Linked DNA regions of Mus musculus: region 1 is linked to region 2. Evidence: chromatin contacts called from public promoter capture Hi-C data. All regions are on one chromosome and are shown on one strand. The core of a region is the stretch at or near the end of the contact, and the rest is flanking DNA. Distances in the headings are between cores, read along the strand shown.

Region 1 (5,046 bases), core at 231-2,730, 2.0 Mb before region 2:
ATGTGCATATATGTGTATATGTATATATGTATACATACACATATAATTCTGCAGCTAAGTTAACTTGCTCAAAAGATGTAATTTACAAAGCTTAAGAACTAAGAACAGTTTAAAAATAAAGGAAAGTCATGATTTACTTATTTCTCTTATCTTAAAGAACGCCCCTTTTGTAAAGAAGATTGTCAGGTGGTTTTATGAGGCTTCTGTTTAGATTTAGAGTTGAGAGAGTACTGCTAACAGGGTTAAAGTCAAGGCTGCAATCACCCTGGCCCTGAGTAGCTGCCACAGTGACTGTGACACTGTTGTTTGAGATGTAGAGGGAAGAATGAGCACTATCTTGGAGACAGCCTTGGCTTTAGTGGTTGTGTTGATGTTTCTTGACACACAGCCAGGAGGAAAGCTAGGTCTCCGCGTGAGAGGCCTCCCCCTTTCCCACACTCCCTTGTTTTCTTTGTCTTCCTATCCTGCCCCTATCAGTGGGGAAGTAGAAGATTTTTTTTTTTTAAGGGGAATGAAATTAAGGGGATTTGTCAGGAAATGGAACAAGCTAGTTGAAGGTAACTTTAGAGTTAGTACAGCTGTCGTCCCAGGACCTGAGTAACAGGTACCACCGGGAACAGTTTGTTCTGGAAGGCTCTCAATACCATTCAACAAGAAGTACAGACTTCCTACAGCAGGGAATTCCTCTCCCATCCACACATGATCTTCTTCTGGGACATGTAGGCATAACCAGCTATCTCCATACAGTATAAACTTTTCCACGGCACTATTTAGGAGTGACGTGCAAAAAGCTATATTATTATATTATATATAATATAACATATTATATTATATTATTATATTTATATTATATTATTGTATCTCAGGCGTTTGTGAGGATAACAGCTTAGATTGGGAGATGGGTTATTTGAGCTGTTGCGTTCATTAATTTTTTTTCCTAGGTGTCACTGATTGGAGCGCTGACAATTTATAGAGATTATCTGAAATGCATTTAAAAATGATTTGAATGCGGATTTAGGTTGCCAACAAGAATTGGAAAAACCTCCAATGGCTGGGGTATCCCAAAAGAGGGTCTGAAGGCCCTAAAGATGAACACTGCTGCTTTGGGGTGCACTGATAGGTGTCACCTCCAGATCCTGAATTAAAATTCAGGTACGGAATGAGCAGGCCTGAGACTGCATTCTCTCCAGAATCCCAGAAGATGTCAATGTTGCAGACTAAATTTTGAAGCAAGGTAACATTGGAAAATCCATAGCTGTCACTGGGGAGAGAGGCCTGTTCCCCGACAGAAGGAGGAAGCGAGCACTGCTTAAGGCTGAGGCTGGTCCTAGGCAGGGAGGGTGTGGGGACACGCGTGTGCGGCCGCCTGGGCAGGGCCGGGATGCAGGGCGGGGAGGCACAGGTAGGTTAGACGAAGGTAGGCCGGGCGCAGCGCTGGGCTGCGAGCGCTTTCAGGTCTTTCGGCCCTCGGCGGCTCCCATCGCAGCTCCGGGGCGCGAAGCGGAGAGGGCGACGGCGGCCGTGCCTCCGCGCGGGCGCGCGGGCATGCCGACACCCACTCGGCCGGTCCCGGCGCCTCGGCTCCCGGAAGCGGAAGGGGACTGCGGCCCGGCCTGGGCGGCGGAGGCGCGGAGCCGAGTGGAAAGCGGCGGAGCGGGCGGCGGTGAGTGTGGGCCGGCGGGCGGTCCCGCACCTGCCATGCAGCATCCCTCCCGGAGACCGCGGCCCTGAATGGGCTGGGGTGGGGAGAGAAATCCGCCGAGTTCTCCCCGGGACTCTGGCGTCCCTGCACCCCCGGGGCCCGGGCTGTCGGCGTGACCGAGCGTTTCATTCATTTCGAGGTCGCTGGTGCGGAGCTGCAGAGGACCCTCTGGGAGAAAACCGTGCACCTCCATTGACCTTCTCCCTCCTCTCCCTCGGCCGGCCGCACCGGCTGTTTTGAGAAAATGGCTTTCCGCATGGCAGCACTTTGCACTTGTTACCATTCCCTGTAATCACTCGCTGAACGTAACCTGCGCTGGTCGTTTAAAATTTATGGTCTTTTCTCGAGATGTATTTGGGTCACATTTTAAGATACCGTATGAGTCAGTGGAAGATGTTTGTATCTCCAGGGCTAAGAGGACCTGGCCGGTCATTACTTGAAAATACTGCAATATAGCAGTTCATAAAAGTACAGGAGGGGCTGGGTAAAAATCAAGGTCATTGTGGGTGGGTCATAAATCAGTGTAAAGTTTCAGCCCAAAATAAGGGCAAATAAGGGTAATTAAGTGTAAGTTTAAAAGACTTGTCCAATGGGTCCTCCACCCACTGCTAATATGCATACCCCTCACCCTCCCCCCCCCGACCCCAAATTCACTCCCTACTTTGTGGTAAAAGATAATGATAGCCGTTACCATTTGATGACTGCTTAGTGTGTGCCATTCCTAGATGAAAGGGTTTGGTGCAGTATCTCATTAAGTTCTTCCAGAGCTTGAGATCCACGGATAAAGTTCAGAGGGTACCCTGTTGCCACCTTAGTTGTGCCCTCTCAGTAGTAAGGCTTTTGAAGAGGAGAAGTGGTATGAAATCATTTGGGGGAAAAAAAAAAAACCAGATACAGTTTGGAGTTGAAGACAGAAAAGCCAGATTCGCTTTTGGTTTCTGTACTATCCAGCTATGGGGTCATGGGTAGGCCAGGGATCCAGTGTTATTTTCTCATCTATACAACTAGGTAGCCAGGCTACGTTTTTCTAAGCGGTGATCTTTCAAGCTTTCTCATGTCTGTCTGGGAAATGTCTGCTTTTAACTTAACACCCTTTTGACATGGTGAGGAGGATCCACGGTGAACATTTACCTCATGACCAAAAAAAAAAAAAAAAAAAAAAAAAACAAAACAAAAAAAAAAAAACAAAAGAAAGACCTCCAGAATTCAATTTGACTGTAAAACAGCAGAATTATATTAGATGTCTTCAAACTATGGAGAGCTCTGTTAATACTTAAGGAGCTGTAGCTAGAATAAACACAGTGTACATGTTTAAGAGAAATTGATGTCTAAGCAAGCTTTGTTTACTTACGAAAATTTAAATACCTAAGTACCTACGTATCGGTACGTCCATTAGGATCCAGACAAAAAGAAATCAGTTGGTCATAACCTTTTCACTTATGTGCCCACTGCCTGACTTCTCTAATTCATAATGGGTAATTCAGAATTCTATTGGGAAAGCACATGTAGTAGTAGAGAGACTAAGAACTCTGGGAAATGTCCACTTGGAACCTATGGAAACGGCTCAGCATAGGATGTTGTGTGTTGCAGCAATATAAATTTATCAGGCATAACTGGGGAAGCAAAGGAATGTAGACTTTATTATATTATTTAGCAAAAGTATTAGGGTTTAGATTCAACTTTTCAAATGTAGAAATTAAAGATCATTCTAGTAGAACAGTCAGGGTATGCATTTATTATATACTATTACTGAAATTAAAGATGTTTGACATAATATAGAATGAGCAAAAAGTAGAGGTCTCCCATGATCTCCCCGATCTATCGCCATATATATGTTTGCATATATATGTCAGTCAGTGGTAGAGTTCTTGCCTGGGATGAGCAAGGCCCTGGGTTGGATCCACTGCACTGGAAGGAGGAGGGATGGTGAAAAATTAAAGAAAGAAAGAAGCCTGGGTATGATTTGTTGGTTAAGGATCCCCAGGAAGCTCTATCAGCTCGTTTGGTAGTCACATTTTTCATGTGTGAGGCTGCTAGCCAACCCTAAACTACCTTACTGTAATGTCAGTTTATTAGCATGTTTCTTGGTTTATAGCTGGCTATGTCTTTTGCATTATAGGCCTGCTTTTCTACTGTAGTCATCGCAGTGTAGATTAAGCTGCTTCTAGGCTTTAAGGGGCTCGATGTAGATACACACACACACACACACACACACACAGACACAGATACAGAGAGTGAGTGAGTTAGAGAGATCAGATTTGGTACAGATTAGCAGTGCTTGATTGTGAATTCACACATTCTTTTTTTTTAAGTCTTTTATCTGTGGTTAGAGAGTTACTTAGTTGTTCACAACCGGCAGAATTTCATTATTAGAAGCATTTAATGTTAGTATGCTTAATTCATACCTGTGTTGGTAAACTCTGCTATGTGTGGGCAGGCCAATCTAGCCTTTTTTTCTTTTCCCAGGATGTCTTGGCCCAGTGGCTACTTGAAGGGCAATAGCTTGCTCCTTTTCCCATTTGGAAGAACATGTCTGGTTAACACCCAGGAAAAACCTGACTTGGCCTCTACATTTCTGGCTTCTACTGTACCTGAGTGTTTTTTCCTAGTGTTATTTTTGGAGGAAGGTAATTACTGAACCTGTCTCCACCCTACATTAATATTGCCTTTTGTGTTTTTGTACTCCTGTGTTCCTCCATGAAAATCCCCACAGAGCTTTTCATACACGGAAACAGTATTTGATAGTCGGTCTTTAGTTGGTATCATTCTACATCTTCCAAGTCATTCTTGGGTCAGGAGAGTACAGAAGTACGTAACGCTGGCCTGGTGTTGTCAGCGGAAGTGCATACTTGGGAATTCTATGAAGCTGGTATACATGTGCATGTGAAGGGCCAACAGCTTATGTCCAGTTTTGTCCAGACTGCAGTAACAGAGAGCCTTCCGCAGGGTGCATTGAAACCATTGGAGGTGCCAGGACAATGTGCCTGGACACTACAGCCCCCGTGATTCTTTGATTTGTGTCTCAGAATGCCTTGGCTATACTTGTTCACTAGCTTCTGAAATCAAGTGCTGATTTCCATCCAGGCTCCACTCTTGGCTTACATCTGGCTTTCTACTTGGAGGAGGAGCTTTGTTTCAGATCAAACCTGTATTTTCTTTTTTCTGCTTGAAAACAGAGCAGGCCGTGTGTGACACGCATCTTCCCTGCATACTTACAAAGCAATATGTCAGTGGGAAGCCTGCAGTAACTGAAGGGGTCTCTGGCAGTTTATTTTGTGTGAGTGTGTGTGTATGCATGTGTGTGGGCACATACTTGCCATGGCACATTTTGTAAAAGTTAGAGG
Region 2 (5,127 bases), core at 178-2,677:
ACCATCCACAAAGCCATCTCTCCAGATTTATGGAAATAGAATTAGTTAAAAAGTGTAGGTTAAAACGGGGAGAAGTGGGCTGAGCTCTAGGATTTAAGGTGACTCCTGACCTATGTGATTCAGGATTCACATAGCATCAAGTCTAACTCAGTGAAACTGTCTTCCCCGCCTTTCTACTCACCTGTGAGAATTTTCTGGTTGCATGCAGCTCCTCTCCACCCAGGACGGCAAGTCCCACAGTTGTGTCCTGAGAAATTATCATTGCACTGACATGTTCTATTAAAGAACCTCAGAGGCCAGGCTTCTCGGTCATCTTTACCATCGTGGGGATAATGGCGGCTGTGGGGTCGGGAGTCTGCAATCACAGCCACACACCTGCCTCTTCCTGATGATGAGCCACAAGGGTCAGTCCCCGGTCCAGAGGAAGGGAGCAGGTCTGGGCAACACACCCCACGTCTCAGAGCCTCAATATTGGCACACTCTCGTGGAAACTGAGCCCAAACCTGATAAAACAGCATCAGGAAAAGGGAGATATAGGCTAGGGGGAGGACGTTGTAAGATTTCATTCTTCTCGAAGCAAGAGTTCAGAACACAGGTCTCCTATGCTGCTCTTTGCATGGAGAAGACAGGGGTGCTCAGATGAAAATACAGCTGAAAAACAGAAAGGCAAAAACAGAGTTGCAAAAGTTCTTTTGCATACTTTTTCAACCCACTCCGGAAATGGAATCTTTCATGTGAAACAACATTTCTAAACAATAGTCAAAACAATTATTCACCTTTAAATATCTGCAGGCATAATAGCTAGATGACAGAACTCACTCTCCTGGTCTTTGAGTTTTCTTATTTAAAATTTCTACCCATAAGAATACTATTCTTGGGCTGGGGAGAAGGCACAGTGGTAAGGAGCATAGAGTGCTCTTACAGAGAGACTGACTTCAGTGCCTTGCAACCACATCAGATCACTCCCAACTCCTTGTAACTGAAGCCCTCCTTGAGAATCTGGGCACCTGCTCTCGTGCACCCATATCCATGCACATACACATACATAAAAAGATCACCCTGATCCAAAAAGACTTTCCATAGATGTCATTTACCAAAAGCATCCACTAGTTGGTGACTACCATAGTAATAGTTAACCATGGAAATGAAAGGAGAATAGGAAACAGGTTTATAGCAAGCAAATCTCCTTCATGTTCCTAGAGCTTTGGTCACAGGGTACCCACCACAGAGCTGCTCACCAGTACCATGAATCCCTGGAAGGTTTCTCTGCTGATCTCCTTCAGAGCTAGTGTTGTTGGATGTCTGCTTTTCCCCTGATGCCAGCTGTTAATTGCCCGAAGAGATTTTCTGCCAGACAGTAAATCCCAAGCCAGATTCCTCACACTGGGAGGGGCTGGTCCTCTCTTCCAGCTCTCACTAATCCCTTCTCACACCAGTGAATTCTCCTGCCCTTTAACTACTAGGCAGCACATGACTCCCTCCCCACTGGTTTCCTTGTGATGGTTAAAGTCTTAAGAAAAGGTCAGACACACTGATTTGGAAGATGTATTAGAGACGCTGAAGAGATTTTGCTTTCGTTGTAGTGATTTTATTTTTCTTTATCTGTATACCACAAAGGAAGAAACAAGATGAATTGCTTTCTTGGTCGAACTAAGGCCAATGTCACACTTGTATTTTCTGTTAGCTTTTGGTTGTTCTCTTTTAAAGAGACGTTTTCTCCTGGAAGTTGAAAACTCATACATATGTAGCCAACATTCAAATGTAAGCCTGAGTTTGGAATACATGATTACTCTACAAAGCTTGTCAGCATTCATGATCAATGTTGGCTGGTCTTTTGATGCTAAGCTAGAAGTATACAAAAATTATATAAAATAACCAAATGTGTATTTAACAACCAAAAAGACAACTAGGGATATATCTATAATTAAGGCAGGAAAGAATAAGAGTATGTTCTTCTGCTTTGACTGACATATGGATGCCAGCCACATCATCTGTTAGAACTGGGGTTGTATTAAACAGTGCTTGATATAAGATGCCTGAAACCCTGAAGTCATTCGTGTCTTTTTTTTTCCCCTCAAATTTTAGCCAGTTACACATATAACCTATTAATGTGTGCTCATACTAGGACATTCCTTCAGATGCTTAAAGGAAAACCAGGACATTTCTGTTGGAAACTTATTCCATACACAGGAGACAAATTTAGTTTTGTTTCTGTATCTCTAGGCAATTTGAATCTCATGAATGACCGTTTCTGTATAAGTAGGCTTCAGTGACTAGATTCCCCCCTGCCCCAACACTGTCTCAAAAGTATACTTGGGTTGCTGCATAGGAAATATTGTAGCAAAATTTTATAGGTTTTATGACAGTTTGACATATTATTCTAATAATATATAATAATATATTTACCCATTCTCCAGTTATTGGGCCTTGGGGTTATTTTTATGAATTTTTTTATCTTGTGAAAAATACCACTATAAATTGTCTTCAAATGTTTTCTGTTTCTCATATATATATACATGACAAATATCTGTAGAGGGAATTGTTATCGTGAGGCTTGAGAATGTGTATAAAGTAATTCTAAATTACTTTCTAAAGTGTTTATATCATTTCCCATTTTTGTCAGCATTATTCAAGGTTAACATTTAGTACTAATAAACTTATTTGTCAGTTCTACATTGAATCATCTGCCCTTATCCCCACCTTTATTCTCTGTGGCTTCAATTCTTTGTAGTCTGCTGGTCTGAAAACATTAAACAGAAAAGTCTAGATATAAGCAGTTCATAAGGTTTAAACTGTGTGCCATCTGTGTGGAATGATGAAAACTCACACCAACCATCTGGGCTCACTTCATCTTTTTTCTGTGTTTCCATGCCATCTTTGCTCCTGATATTCTGTTATTAGCACGCTGCTCTGACCTCCATTTAGCTCCCTCGTCTTTGTGGTCTCCATCAAGTGACTTTAGATAAGACACCCAGAACATAGTGTAAATGAGTGTAGATGAGAGGATTATTGTGGAAGAACATGAGGCATTTTTAAGGGTGAGATGGACAATAGCCAGAGATATCATTATGTAAACATACATATTTAGATAGGTTATGTAATACTTGTAAAGTTTACAGAAAACAGCATTCTTCCAGGGGATGAACAGATCTGTTTGAATTAGTTCTTAAGGGAGAAAACAATGTTATATGTTTAGAAAGCTTTCAGTGACACAATAGCCACATGCTCTCTGTCTGTCTGTCTGTCTGTCTGTCTGTCTCCTAGTTTAGAAAATCATATCCCTACCAAGGAGCCAGAAAAACAATTAAGATATCACTATTTTGACCAGTAGTAGTCAAAGACCTAGGTTTCAGCTCCTGGTTTTGCAAGCTATTGATTATGTAGGAGGCTCATTCTCATTAACATTCTGGCCTGCCGGTTCTTGACTGGCTGGGATCAAACAAGTTTTATTTATTTATCAGTGGCCTCATGCTATGTTCATAGCAGCTTTATTCATAATAACCAGAAACTGGAAACAACTTAAATGTCCCTCAACTGAAGAATGGATAAAGAAAATGTGGCACATATACACAGTGGAATACTATTCAGCTTTTAAAGACAAAGAAATCATGAATTTTTCAGGCAAATGGATGCTACTTGAGACTATCATCCTGAGTTTGGTAACCCAGTCCGCAGAAGTCATGCAAGAAGAAAGGCATAAGAGAGGATGCTTGTATCTCACTTGGGGGAATACAATAGTCATAAGAGTCAGATGGAGGGAGGGAATTGAGAGGGTCGGAGTGGGGATGTGGATTGCTGGGGAGCTCAGCATCAGGTCTGGGAAAGGACAAGAGAGATAGCCAGATGGCCATGAGAACTAATGGAAATCTTCACCTGAATGGGTTTGAGGTGGGGGGCATCTCCAGGATGAGACAGAGACCTGGGATAAGGGCTGCAACCAAGAATCAATGGGAGTGGCCTTAGCTGTGACTCACCATATTGGGGATACAGAAACTTAAGAGGGTTCTTTTGTAGCCAAGCAGGAACCCTAGTGGAATGATAGGGACTCCAATCTACCCACAAAACTTTTACAAAAGTTTATCCTGTTTATAAGAAATGCAGGCACTGGGGATGGAGTAGGGACTGAGGGAATGGCAGACCAAAACCCAGCAACAACTTGAGATCCATCCCATGGGCAAGAGCCAATCCCTAACACTATTAATAATACTCTGTTATGCTTGCAGACAGGAACCTAACATGGCTGTCCTCTGAAAGGCTCCACCCAGCAACTGACTCAGACAGGTACAGACACCCACAGCCAATCAGTGGACAGAGCTTGGGGAGTTTTATGGATGAATAGGAGGAAGGATTGCTGGCACTGAAGGAGATAGGAATTTCATGAGAAGATCAATAGAATCAACTAACCTGGACCCTTTGGGCTCACAGAGTCTGAACCACCAACCAAAGAACACACACGGGCTGGACCTAGGCCTCCCCACACATATGTAGTAGATGTGTGGCTTGGTTTTCATGTGGGTCCCAAACAACTGGATCTGGGGTTATTCAAAAACTGTTGCCTATTCATGAGATATGTTCTTCTAGCTGGGCTCTCATATCTGGCCTCAGTGGGTGAGGTTGCACCTACCCTTGAAGAGACTTAATGTGCCCATGAGCCCCCCAACCACACAAAAGAGAAGGGGATGGCAGATGGGGAAAGGATTATGGGAGAGGGTGACCAGTAGGGGGCTGTGAGCTGGATGTAAAATGAATAAGTAGAACCAAACAAATGACACATTTGGGACCAGAGAGACAATTTGGATCTCATTGTTTTGACCAATGGTCAAAGACCTGAGGTTTCAACTCTTGGTTTTGTAAGCTGCTAATTATGAAGGAGGTTCTGCTCATACTTGACTAGCTGGGATCAAACAAGTTTTTGTATTTATCAGTGACCTCCTGGTATAAGAGCAGTAAGGCTGGAATTCTAGGTCCTGAAGAATGCCTAGAAGGGTTTCTCTTAAAAGAAAAGGTAGAAAGCTTAGATTTAGTAAGGAGGGAAAAAAAGAACAAAAAAAATGTGTTGACATTTTAAGGCATAGAGTAAGAATGAGTAAGTCACTCACCCACCTCGACACTTACAGAAAAGCTGGC

Evidence for each region. Promoter capture Hi-C pulls out the DNA fragments that hold promoters and counts their contacts.
Region 1: a contact with region 2 is called in a promoter capture Hi-C map of hippocampal neurons, with 7 times the contacts expected there. The contact joins the promoter of Zdhhc21 here to the promoter of Tyrp1 in region 2. A contact is called at or near these places in 3 of 39 promoter capture datasets (embryonic stem cells, hippocampal neurons and liver) and 1 of 115 datasets of contacts at active chromatin or transcription factors (astrocytes).

Annotation. Positions count from the first base shown.
Region 1 is chr4:82,856,107-82,861,152 of GRCm38.p6, reverse strand. Zdhhc21 (zinc finger, DHHC domain containing 21) reads left to right here and starts at 1,480. Exons shown (of 9, transcript NM_026647.4): 1 at 1,480-1,663.
Region 2 is chr4:80,830,513-80,835,639 of GRCm38.p6, reverse strand. Tyrp1 (tyrosinase-related protein 1) reads right to left here and starts at 1,427. Exons shown (of 8, transcript NM_001282014.1): 1 at 1,239-1,427; 2 at 182-651. The coding sequence starts at 566.